Regions from separate parts of the Mus musculus genome. Here region 1 is linked to region 2. The links are chromatin contacts, called in public HiCAR-type maps. All regions are on one chromosome and are shown on one strand. The core of a region is the stretch at or near the end of the contact, and the rest is flanking DNA. Distances in the headings are between cores, read along the strand shown.

What was found. HiCAR-type assays count read pairs that join an accessible place to other places.
Region 1: a contact with region 2 is called in a HiCAR-type map of astrocytes, with 2.9 times the contacts expected there. The contact joins the enhancer-like site here to the promoter of Arfgap2 in region 2. A contact is called at or near these places in 3 of 39 promoter capture datasets (hematopoietic stem and progenitor cells, liver and neural stem cells), 1 of 115 datasets of contacts at active chromatin or transcription factors (astrocytes) and 1 of 9 other capture datasets (liver).

What each region holds. Positions count from the first base shown.
Region 1 is chr2:91,900,798-91,906,985 of GRCm38.p6, reverse strand. The region is part of intron 15 of Ambra1 (autophagy/beclin 1 regulator 1); the gene reads right to left. Among named protein-coding and RNA genes, the nearest start is that of Chrm4, 18 kb to the left of the region's middle. Within about 2 kb of position 2,200, at least 52 of the 459 cell types and tissues checked have an H3K27ac peak or open chromatin away from gene starts, as enhancers often do. A contact at or near this core is called in astrocytes and neural stem cells, where this site is marked.
Region 2 is chr2:91,263,098-91,269,800 of GRCm38.p6, reverse strand. It overlaps Arfgap2 (ADP-ribosylation factor GTPase activating protein 2), which reads right to left and starts at 4,686. Exons shown (of 16, transcript NM_023854.2): 1 at 4,397-4,686; 2 at 4,111-4,229; 3 at 3,503-3,575; 4 at 2,545-2,676; 5 at 2,385-2,465; 6 at 1,563-1,644; 7 at 1,293-1,349; 8 at 297-349. The coding sequence starts at 4,468. It overlaps Pacsin3 (protein kinase C and casein kinase substrate in neurons 3), which reads right to left. Exons shown (of 11, transcript NM_001289678.1): 8 at 6,622-6,703; 9 at 6,378-6,514; 10 at 5,915-6,036; 11 at 5,121-5,610. The coding sequence ends at 5,495.

The DNA of each region.
Region 1 (6,188 bases), core at 951-3,450, 640 kb before region 2:
GCTAAGGCAGCCTAAATAGATTATGATATACTCTAGTATATCAGTTTGCAACCTGGGGACAGTGTCACTCTCTTTTGACAACAGAACATCCCTAGGGAACAAGAGATGGAAGTCAGCTAGAAGAAGATGAGTTTGGGGAGAAGTTTGAGGGGCTTCTTTTCCAATCCTGATGAGTCAGCACAGGCATGAATGAGCAAGGACTACAGTGGAAGGTTGGGCTGCTATGTGCAGAAGGCAGCAGAATTGGGGAGACCCTAGATCTAGCTGCACAGAGCCTGTCATTCTGGTAGAGGTTTCACCTGAGGGAATGCTAGCTTACTCTTTCTCTACTCTCTTACATGCTTGTATACCTCATGCTCACTGAACTTTTAACTAGACCTCTCTATAGAGTACAGTCTCATTTCTACAGAGTTATTCCTGTGGTCTAAAGACTACTGGAGAGCAAAGGAGAGAGGTAGCCTTGCATTAGGAAAAGACAAATGGCCAGAGACAAACTGCAGATCTTCTCAAAATAGCACTTTTTGGTGAGCAAATCCTGGCTGCATTATCTCTATGTGAAGCCAGCTGCCAAGAAGCCTTGGATGTACAAACTTGTCAAGATTTATTGACAGGTTGCAATACCATGTGGGCCTCTGCCAAATCCCTCCTCTGTAATTCCTGTTACTCAGGGTTAGTTAGTGACAACAAACTGCTCACAGCAAGCCTACAACAAATCATGTACTGTGGCCAGGAGCCTTCTTCCTGTCTCAGAACGGAAACTCTGGAAGAACCAGTCTGTTCTGGGACCATCAACAAGACACTGCAAGTCATGGACTCGCTGCATGTACCATCCCTTATGAGCTGTGGACTAGGCTACTTACGGAAGACGTCACAACTGGGTGTGTAATTACAGGTACAGACCTGTACTCCTAGCATCTGGGAGGGTAAGGATGGAGGGTCTTGAGTATGAGCCCTGTCTCACTGCCCTGTTTTTGTGGCCAGTGAGCCTGACAATGGCAAGCACGTTTTGGACTTGATCTCCTATCTGAGTACTGTACTCAAGGATCAGAGTTGATGAGACCTTTTCTGGTAACTAAATGTCACGGATTCTGCATTTTAGTTAAAGAATGATTTTCAGCCAGCTCTTTCTTTCTTGGGACTTGGTAAGGACGATTGAGACACTGTTCTAGGTTCTTCTTGGGAGCTAGACAAACATACAAAAGACTGAGAAGGTCTACAAGAAGCAGTGTTTCAAATGGACTTCTACACAGCACCCAGTTCTCTTCAGCAGGCTCTCTAGGCTGTGTTTCTGGGTGTGGCTCAATCAGTCTCACTGCTGGGGCCCTCCTGGGCTCCTTGAGTAGAAGGAAAAGCCAGCCTTGCTTTCTCAGTGATCCCAATGTTCTGTTCACACAATCTGTGGCTTGGAACTCCCCAAGTTCCTAAGAGCACTCCTCATCTGACATCTCAGGGATGTCTCTGATGACTGCTTCCAGGACGACTAGCAGTTATTTGCACCATCTCTATGGTGAGGGAAAGTCCTGGCACCTGACTCTCCTGGCTAGCCTGAAACAGTCTCTCTGTGGCAGTTCTGGCTCCCTTTTTCGTTCCAAATTATGCCTTTCCCCTCCTTGGTTAATAATGCTTGATTATAATTACCATTCACACAGGTAGCTCCCCCTGACTGAACTGAGGCTTTATAAGGAGTGCCGTCCTTAGCCAAGGTTCCAGGCACTCCACACTCAGGTTGCTTCTCTTCTGCTAAACTCTATTCTGCCTTCTGTCTAGTAACATCTCCCCTCACCCTCATTTACAGGGAAGCCATGAAGCCAGCAGTGGTCCTTACATTCACTGTGAGGCTCAGTGGTGCTGGCTAGGCTGGCAATCAGCCAGAGGCACAGCGGCTTGGAAGTAGTGCACAGCTCATTACCAGGAAGGGGAAAGGGGTTACTGAGCTTCTGCCATCATGGCGTGAGAGCCTGGTGCAGGCTCAAGGGAGTCCTAAGAGCTCTTTCCTAGGGTGACAAGTAGGACTTTACAAGAGATACCCAAGAAGCTTGTTCCCAGTCTTTGTGCTTGGCTGAGGACTGAGGCTGAGACAATGGAAAAGAATGAAGAGCAGCACTGAGAGCACAAAATGCAGTGCAGCTGCCTGTGCCTGGACAAAGGCAGACAACCACCTGTTTTGGGGGAGGGCTGCAATCTTGGCCCAGCTGGTGGGCTAGATTCTGTGCCCTTGGGAATGGGTGTGCCAGGGAACTGCGTCACACTGGGACAGACAGCAAGCCTTAAGCAGCTGCCTATGAAACAGACTGGTACTCTAAGCTGCTAGTTCTCTATTTGTTCTTCGTCTAGGCAAGAGGCCTATCAATCACAGATGTTAACACTGGCTTATTTCCTTTTTCCCAATGCCCCAGACACCCGGTTCACCTAAATAGGACCTAGAGGTCTTAGGGAATTATAAAAGCATGGGTGTGTTCCTGTGGTATATTTTTATGCAGGAGAGAATATATTGCTTTCTTTAAAAAAAGAAAAAAGACATCTCAAAGGCTTTTGTTTTACGTTTCATTTTTTGAAATAGAGTCTTGCTATCCAACCCATGTTCAAACTCAACACAATTCTCTTGCTTCAGCCACTTGGGTGATGGGATTATAGGCATGCAACACCATACGTGGTTTTAGAAGGATTTTTAAAGAGAAAAGGCTTAAATATCATTTGTAGGAAAGAGATCTCAATTGGAAAATTAAGAGGCCCAATTCTAACAGTGATCTGTGGGGAGGCCTAAGATAACATTCTTACTTTGCCTGCAGTAAAAATAAAAGATATGGCTAAGCTTTAAGTCCAGTATAGTGGAAAGTGCCTGTGATTGGGGAGTTTGAGGAACTCTAGGCTATAATATGTGTCAAGGTCAGCCAGCCATGGCTACATACGAAGATCTTGGGGTAACTTTGAAGAACTTAAGACAAAGTCTCATCCAGGCTAAATGTTTATGAGACCCTAAATTTCCTGTCTTACAGCTACAGGGTCCCAAACAATCAGAATAAATAAATAGCAGAATCATAACTGGTGGGTAAGTTACCCCCATTTGGCCTGGGATAGGACTGTCCCATGGTCTAGTGCCCATTTTTATTTAGGAATAGGCTTGAGCTCCTAGAAGCCCAAGATGTTTTAGGCTCAGTAAGACTCTGGGATGCTGAAGACAACATATGGGGAGAAGAGAGAAAATAGAGGCCAAAGCCACCTTCATGTTTGGCTGAGGAGTCTGTGACTCACACCAAATACGTGGGCTAGGGTTTGAGGCATGGCATCTAGGAGGAGGGGTGACTACAAACTGGGTTAGAGAGTGCCTCTGGAGGGGCATCGCTTTGCAAGGGAGAGGCCTAGAGTACTTTGCTAGGGACAAAGGTGAGTTGTGAGAGCCAAGGGTAAAACCAGATTGTGGAAAAAACAGGAAAAGAAATGCCTCTAACTATAATGTTGGCATGAATAAAATTCTAGTCCAGAATTCTATACCGATTTTGGAAAGGATATCTACTAGATTTATCTTAGGAATTCCTAAGAAGAAGAAATAAGATAGCCAGCCAGCTTCATGTGGTTTGGGGAAAAGTACTTGAGAACCCACACAGATTCTGGACCAGAGACAGCAGAGAGAAAGGGCACAAAGTGTTAGGTCCAGCATCTGTACTAAAAGCAGCTCAGAGATGTATGTAGGCTTTGTTATGGAAAGACACAAGGGAGTAGTGAGAGAGCATTCCTGGACATAGACACTTAGGAGCAAGTAGCATTCAGAACAAGGCCCTCTCCCTTCTACAAGAGCAACTTCACTGGGTCAGAGTTACAGACAGCAACCTCTTTTGGGGAGGGTATCCAAATATTCAAGATGGAATCAAGATACTGCTGGTTGTAATGAACCAGGTTTTCCCTCCCTAATGCCACTGTCAACTCAGCTGAGAGCTGATAGGGTCAATCACCAGATAACTACCAGGCCACAAGAACTTATCCAAAACAGGAAAAGCAAGCAAGCAAGCAAGCAAGCAAGCAAACAAACAACCCCTCCTCCCCACATCAAGGTCCCCCCAAAGCACAAAGGCAATATGGAAGGTGAGGATATAGATCAGTTGAAAAATGGTTACCTAGCAAATTAATGTACAAAGCCTTAGTACAACATAAACTGGGTATGATGTCACATGGCTATAATCTCAGCACCTGGAAGGTGGAGGCAAAGAGGGTCAGAAGTTCACAATCTTCCTTGGTGATATAAATTCTGAGGCTAGACTGAATACATAAGATCTTGTCTGGAAAAATAAATAAATAGAAATAAAGACAATGTGGGCACTCCCAAAGGTCAAAAGCCTTGAACAACAGTCACAACAAGCACTCGGGCCTGTACAACACTCTAGAAGACTGCACTGAGTGAAGAGCAGCATTAGGGCAGCCTGGAGACAGAAGTGGCATTTAGTCAGCAGGAACCCCGCAGTGCCTCACACACAGCAATCAGCCTGCTCTGCAGTGAAGCAGAGCTTCACACTCTCCACCTGGCTGGGTCTAGAAACTAATAATAAATCAGGCTGATTCCAGGATCTCGAGTATGTGGCTGAAGAGACCTCTATCCCTCAAAAAGCCGGAGAAGGGAAAAGGGTGTCATTAGGTCAGATGTGCTCCTGCTCGCCTTTCTTCCTCACTTCAAAGGCAGAGAATCATCACCATGACTTTACACTGAGTTTTTCAGTCTGCTGCCACTATTCTGAGCTACAGCTTCTAGTAAAAACAGCAGGACACAGGAGGTCAGTAGACTGACCAGTTGGTTTGATTTATTTATCTTATACGTATGCTTTTAAAGTATATTTTATTATATAATTATATAACAAAATATCGTTACATTATAGTTTTATAATTGTTATAATTTCATGATATTAAGAAGATAGAATAATGTTATTTTGTGTGTATGTTTGTCTGCATGTATGTATATACATGTGTATCCTGGTACACATGGAGATCAGAAGAGGAAGTCAAGTCCCCTGGAACTGGAGTTACAAATGGTTGTGAACCATCACACAGTGCTGAGAACCTAACCTGGGTCTTTTGCAAGAGAAACAGTGCGCTCAACTGCTGAACCATCCCCAGATTTTTTTTTTTTTTGGTGGTGGTGGTAGTGGGCGGGCGGGAGTGGTGGTGGTGGTGGAGACGGTTCTTAATTTTATTTGTTTGTTTATTTGGGTTCAACAGTCCTAGCTGTCCTAGAAGTCAGGGTTAGATCAGGTTGGCCTTGAACTACAGAGATCCACCTGCTTCTGCTGAACATTGGAACTAAAGGTGTGAGAAACCATGCTAGCTTCAATTTTTTTCTCTCTTCTCTCTTCTCTCTTCTCTCTCTCTCTCTCTCTCTCTCTCTCTTTCTCTCTCTCTCTCTCTCTCTCTCTCCCTCTCTCTCTCTCTCTCTCTCTCTCCCCCCTTCCCCCCACCCCACCCCCAAGACAGGGTTTCTCTCTGTAGTCCTGCCTATCCTGGAACTCACTCTGTACATCAGGTTGGCCTTGAACTCAGAAATTCACTTGCCTCTGCCTCCCAAGTGCTGGGATTAAAGGCGTGCGCCACCACTGACCACTCAATTTTATTTCTTTCTTAAGTTTCTGTCTGTTGCATTTATATAAACATTAGACCACTTGTTGAATTTTTCTAGAAAAGGTTTTTAAAAAGAATCTTTGATATCCACTCTTTTGCCTGAGAGGACTTTGCTATCACTAGTTAAACAGGTAAGAAACAACAAAGGAAAATACAACACTGTCTAGATTCAAGAAAGCAACCACTGAAGTGTCTAGGTTTTGCTTTGCTTTGTTTTGGCAATGTCAGAGATTGAACCTAAGAACTTACATATCCTAGACTCTATCACTGAGCCACACTCTCAGCTCTCTGTCACTCAAACTGGAGCTTACCATATAACCCGCACTGGACTTAAACTCATGATCCTCCTGCTTCATCCTCTAAAACAGTTGGGATCATATGGGTACCTGACTACACCCAACAACTAAAACAGTTTTTTTGACACGATTTGGAATGAAGAGCTAACTTCATCTTGAGAGAAGGTGGTTCAGGGACCAACATAAAACAGAGGATTCTTTTTTTTTTTTAACCCCTCTCTGTTTTAAGATAGGGTCTTGTTATGTAATGCAGGCTTTTTTTCAACTTCATCCCTCTACTCATCTTTTTCA
Region 2 (6,703 bases), core at 3,437-5,936:
CGGTGGTTCTGCTGGAGCTGGTGATGAGCTTGGCACCGCCGCCACACAGGTCTCAGGAATGAGGACAGCAGTTAATGCTGACTGGGGCCTGCTGTGTGCCAAGTACTAGATGTGCTCTAAGTACTAGATGTGCTTGGTCTTGCTCACTGCCCAGGAGACCCCAAAGACAAGTGCCTTTAAATCACTTTCACAGACAAGGTTCAGGTAAGTCTAGGACCTTTGTCAGTACATGGAAGAACTGAAGGAGCCCAACTGCAGCTCACAACCACCCTAGGATATTGCCTCATCCCACCTACCCCTTTCTTAGCGGCTGCTGGCTTCTTCTTGCCAATAATGGAGCTTTTCAGTTCTGTGAGGAAGAAGGTGAACATGAGCTAGGACAGAGGATGGTCAGAGACTGTGGCTCAGTTCACACCAAGCAGCTTCCCAACAAGAGCATGTCAAAAGAATTCCTTCAGACAGAAAGTCAGACCTGCCCTACCAGCTCCAGCCAAGACTGTTCAAGCCAAAGACGGACAAGGTTAGGGGAGCTCACTGATGCCCAAGTCAGTAAGAGCCTACACCCGAGGCACCAAAGACAAAGTACCCAACCAAAGCGACAGTTGTTAGGCAGGGGAGCTGCCCGACAGCCTCAGCTGCTAGAGCAGGGAACTGGCAGGCAGGGGACAGGTTTCCCAAGCCCTGGTTACCTCTGGTACAAGAGGGCCCTTTAGCTGACAGATACATGGACTCTGGAGGAAAAATAGACGTGTGGCTAACAAGGGCCCACCCCAGAAGCTTCATAAAGCTCCCAAACCCAGAAGCCTATGCAGAGCCTGCTTCAAAGTCTGCCGTCTCACAGAATCAACTGGATAGCCACTGGCTTCCTGCCCCAACCCCCAAGAGTCAACAGAACAAACCAAGGCCAGCAAAGGAATTGTTTACCATAACCAAGTCTGAAGGCCACAAAGGAGTGGGAAAGGCTGAACTTTGAAAGGACAGCATTACCTCTAGCCAGGAGCAGCTCAAAGCTATCCCCACACCTCATGGACAAAATGGCCCAGTCCTACCTGACACCAGTCCCATTCCAGCCTCCCATTCTTTGACTAGATCTACCTCTACACTCAAATTGACAGCCATCTGGGCTTGTCAGCTCAAAGGCTCTGAGGTCAGTATGGCAGTGCCCACCCAAGAGGATCAGTTGCTCAGTGTCCTATGGTTGGGTCACATGAGTGGGCAGCAGAAATCTGGAACAAATACTTGAGGCCCACTTCCTCCCAGCCCCCCACCCCCACCCCCGCCAGCTGTCATACCCAGAGAGGCTTGGGGTGAGGTTCCGAGCAGATCAGTGTTAGGGCCTTGTTCAGGTTCTGTGAATGCAATTGACAGGAGTTACATTAAGGAGGTGGTAAGACAGGAGTCACTGGCTTTCCTCAGCTCGCCATCAAAAGATGTATGCCCACCCCTTCCTCCAAGGACTAAAGAGAAACCTCCTCTGAGCTCCTATGTCCCTGGCCAAGTGTTCCTGTACCCTAGTCCTTTTCCAGGCCCAGGCACTTGGTTGAGATCTGGGCAGAACTCACGTGCCAGGCTACTGCTCTCTGAAGGTAGGGCTGGTTGCTGAGTCCCTGAAGGATCAGTGGCTGCTGTATCCCAAGCAGGGGCCTAAAAAGGAAGCCAGATCATAGAGGCCTCAGTGAGCCCTCCTAAAAACCCACAGCTACCTGTGGATAGGAGGCACTGCCCGCTACAATAAGACAAGATTGGAGATCAGCAATTTTACTTACCAGTTACCATGGAAGACAAATGTAGGAAAACAGCCTCTTCAATTCAGAGCTAAGCCCATTCCCCTAACTGATAGCACTAACAACTCTTACGTATTGACCATGCACCAGATGCAAATCCAAGGTGCTCACAGATACAACAGGTTCAGTGGAAGTAACTATGTTCAGGCCCTAGGAAGTAACTATGTCTCCATTTTAGAAACTGAGTTTTCCCCCAGGTTAAGTGACTTAGCCACATCACAGAAATACTTGCAGAGAGGCTGGGATGTGACCCAAGGCTCTAACTTCAATACCCATTGCCAACAGAGGGGAGAGCTTTTTTACAGGTGGGTCACAGGAGGGGCAATCCTCATTGTCTCCAACTTCTGTTCCTTTTTGGAAGTTGTTTAGGGTCCCTGAGACTTCTTGAGCTTTCAAACTATTCTCTACTCCAGGATCCATTTCTAAGGAGGATTCCACTCCACTCCCATAAGAAGCAGGTAGTAATTACCAATTCTGAACTACAAACACTCTCTGAGACATTGTACCTAAACACAAGAATTTATGTCATGATCACAAAAGGGTATATACAGCCTTGGTAAGTAAAGCATTTATCAGAGGAAACATCCCTGTGGTACTCACCTGAGTATGTTCTGTGAAGAAATCAGAGTCTTTCTTCTCTGGAGAGTGACTTGGAGCACTGTTCATACTGTCTATCCAAAGCTGGAAGAGAGGAGACACTGAAACTCAGGGCTGTTACTATCTCTTATCCCAGCACCCTAGCCCAGGAACCAGCACTCACATCAGTACCATGCCTAGTCAGAGCTGCACTCCCTAACTGCCGGATCTTCTCTCGGTACATCTGGGCAGCTCGGCTCGTATATTTGGTGTTAGCATCATTGGCCATACATCCGTGTTGGCGGAAAAAAGCAGTCTGGAGAGCAAAGAGAAGGAGTAATATGTATGTGCAAATACTCTCGCCAAAGAAAACTGTATTCACACTATAGGAGACACATTACTAAACAATTGGGCTATTATTTATTCAGGATGACACACTACTGACATCAGCAGGTTTTCAAAGAGGTAAACGTCTTCCAAGATTTCTTCTCAAAACAAGACAGAACAACAAAACCTTTTATTTGTATTTATTCCATGTGCACCCCAGCATGTGTGCAGAGGTCAAAGGCCAAGTCCATGGAGTTGGTTCTCTCCTTCCACCTTATGTGGGTTCCCTCAACTGAATGAACTCAGGTTACCAGCCTCCCTCAATAAACACCTTCACTCACTAATTGACCTCCTCCAAAATTCCTCAAAAAACCCAAAAACCACCATGCCAGCCCCTCCCCGTAAGAGCAGGGAACAAGGTCTAGGGGACTGAAGAATGTATGTACTTCTCTGTTCAGCTATCCTCCCTCCAGGAGCCCACAAAACCCCAATGACTATGGAGACACTGCTACTGCCAGAGAGCACCTGTCTAGTTCAGTTTGTATTTCCTTTTTTTTTTCTTTTAATTAGGTATTTTCTTCATTTACATTTCAAATGCTATCCCAAAAGTCCCCCAAGCCCCCCCCCCCAGTTTGTATTTCATTAAGCCTCTTTGAAAGAAGCTGTTTAAATTTTTCTGAATTTAGAAAAGTGTGTGGCATGTTCCAGAGCTGCAAACTCTCGGAACAGAGAAACCAAACTCACTTTGAGAAATCAAGGAAAAGTTAAATACCCAGGCAGAAGGATGGGGGTGGAAGAAGGTAAAGGAACGTTACCGCATTGGCATTCCCGCCGACCTGCATACACCTCAGCTGCAACCAGCTCCAGTTCGAATCCAACTCTGTGGACCTGTGTACAAGGGCTGAGTGTCACCTTCCCTATCAAGACTAAACCTGTCATTCGGCCTCAGGCTTCTGTGGGTGTCCAGGAACCATCAGTCACTGTCCCATTTCCTCCTCTCTCCCCTGTATTTGAAATCATTGCGCTTCGCCTAATCCAAAGGGTACTAATTATTTCTGAAAAGGAGATCCGAAAGGAGGTCGACTTCTGAGAAATGCAGGCACGGGTTTGGCTCTTCTTAAAGTTTGGTCAAAGTCGCACTGGAGACCTACTGGGCCAATCTTTCTGCAATAACAAGGTCAATGCATCTAAGCTCTCCCCCAAACTGATGCTGAGTACCATGTTAACTGTGAAGAGAGAAGTCTACAGAGGTGGAACCCCCCGCCGCCCTCCGCCCGCAAGCCCCCGCTGTAGGCTACCAGAACTCCCGCCAGGAGAAATCCAAACATCAAATTCAGGAAGGTCCAAGTCCAGGCGCCCTCTCCCCGTCGCTGACCACGCACACAGCCCCCGTGGAGGCACAGCACCCTCACACAGAACCTACCTGATAAAGCTGAGATGGACACCCAAGGAGCGATGCACTCCGGAGCAGTCAATACACAAAAATACACCGTAAGTGATGCTGGCCCAACTAGGACTCTTGGCGCCACAATCGAAACAGGCCTAAGTGGAAAAGACGACAAGCGAACGGTTAGGGCCCAGAGTCGAGGCCCGGCGCTAGAAACCACAAGAAAGCCTCCAACCTCCGTCCTCGCCCTCCCTCAGACCCCAGGGGACAAGAGACGTCTTCTCCGCCGGCGTCAGGACCCGTACCCCGCCCGCTCAAGCACCTTGTTGGTGGGAATTGCGCGAAGTCTCTTAAAAATAGTCTGGATTTCGGTCTTGCTCGGGCTCGCCGCCATTTTCTCTCCTTCCCAGACACAACCGCGACCGACAGGTCCCGGCGCGGGCCAATCCTCGGCGGCGAAGGCAGGCTCACCGCGCCGGTCACGACAGGGCCCCGACCCGCCTACGAGTGGAGTGATTCGACCAGATCTGGGCCAATGAACGTCGGGCGGGGCTGAAACATGACGTTAGCAGCCGGGAGCTCCACCACGGGCCTGAGAGTGAACGCCGCGCTGCGCCTGGCCAATCCGCAGCCCGAGCGGGCGACGGCTCGTGGACTGGCCCAAACTTCCTCACGAGTTCCTGCTGGACCCGGGTACCCTACGTACCGCTCGACCACTGGCTGTAGGCGTCAGGCAGAGAGCCATGGTAACAGACTCTGTGATGGACGAGTAATGATTAACAATCTCCCAAGTGCTCATAGCCCCATCCGGAAGGCATTGGCAGGGCTCCAGCTCAGCTCACAATCCAGCAACTGGCCTAGAGCAGAGGCCAGCACACAACAACCTTGATCACCAAGTCCCTTCCAGTCCAGATTGCACTCCTGAAATTCCGGGGCAGATACCAGGAGGCAACTGCCTGCCCAATCCCAGTTCCATAACACATGGCACGCCCACGGGCCGACCCCGTGCCTCCCACCAGCAAGAGTAGGCTATCAAAAGACGCTCACAACACTTGATGGGGTTTTTATTCTTAATCAAATTTAATGCACACTACAAGTCACAAAAGAAGGTGCTGCCAGCCTCAAACTACATTCTCCCCAACCTCACCCCAGGAACTCCTAAACAGTTTAGGAGCTGGATCCTCCCACTCTGGGATGACCCAAATGTTCCCGAGGAGGCTCGGGCACCTCTCGACCCTCCATCATTCCAACCTCCAACTCTAGACACAGACCCCTGCCCTTCATGGGCCCTGAGACTTCCTCCTGTGGGAAAAGAGAGACAGCAGCAGCACATGGTTCAGGGCCTTCAGGTCCAGCAGTCCAGGAAGGGTTAAGCTCTGGCCCAGGTCAGAGAGACGCCTTGGTAGGGCTGTCAGGGCACTCAGGCGCCCACACATTCTACGTAATTGGCAGGGTACAGACCAATGCGGCCACTCTGCAGCTGGCCCTGGCACCAGCCCTGCTCATCCTCCTCGCTCATCTTCAGCAACTCTTCCCCTGAAGAAAGACAAAACAGTCATTGCCCAAAGCACTGGCTTTACTGGTCTCAAAACTAGGTCATGGACTGGGGGATGGAATAGCACAAGGGCCGACAAACTGGAGGATACCCAACTCAGACCAGGATAGGACACAGCCAGGAAAAGCCACCCAACCTTAGACCCCAGGGAGGCAACTGTCAGGCTGCAGCTGGACCCTGAGCAGCCTGTGAGGATGGAGTCCCTGGCTTTCTTCGTCTACAGCCCTGCTCTAGCAAGTAGGACGGGGGCTGAAGTGGGAAGGACCATGAAAGGGCCCAGCATACCTGCTCGGAAGCTCAGCTCATCAGCCTCCTGGCCAGCATAGTCATAAAGCGCCCGTACCCTCACCCCAGTGGCAACTTTCCGGGGACTCTCCTCATCTGACCAGTCCTCGTCCTGCCCGCTACTAGAGAGGGGAACACAAGGGGCACAACTCAGGGCACAAGACCCACTGTATCCAGTACTCAAGACAAAGGGCTTGGCTGCTTGGCGGCGGGCAGGGAGGAGCCAAGTGAACAGCCATCCTGCTGCCACTCACTACTGTGGATACAGGTCTATCTCTGTGCACAGGACTGTTATACAGCCAAACTTCGAGAGACACCGGACCATGGAGCAAATCTAAACCTCGGTGAAATTAACTCTCCCAAGATGGCCGTCGGGCACTGATGTGATAGGAAAGCAGGAAGAAGTGGTAACAAGCAAGCCATAGAGCCCGGTCTTGGTTTTGTTCAGGATCCCGGCTCTCACCCCGGGGACGATGGGGACTGGGGTGGGGGTGCGGTGCCATCTCTTGTCGGTACAATGCTGGTCAGAGTAACCTCATCTGGGCTCCGGCCACCCTTCTCCTTGCGGCTGATGGCTCTCTGTGTGTCTAACGACCATTCCTGTGGAGAGATTTTGGCCCACCTTCACTGACTTCATCGCAAACCTTGTCATCCTTTTGGGATCCACACTGAGCCCAACCCAGGCCCACCCAGCCTCTAAGACCTGCCTCAAACTGTGGCCAGTTCATGGCCATGCCAGGCCCGTGTGTGCTCCGCCACCAGCGCAGATCCTCTTCATCACTGGCAGCC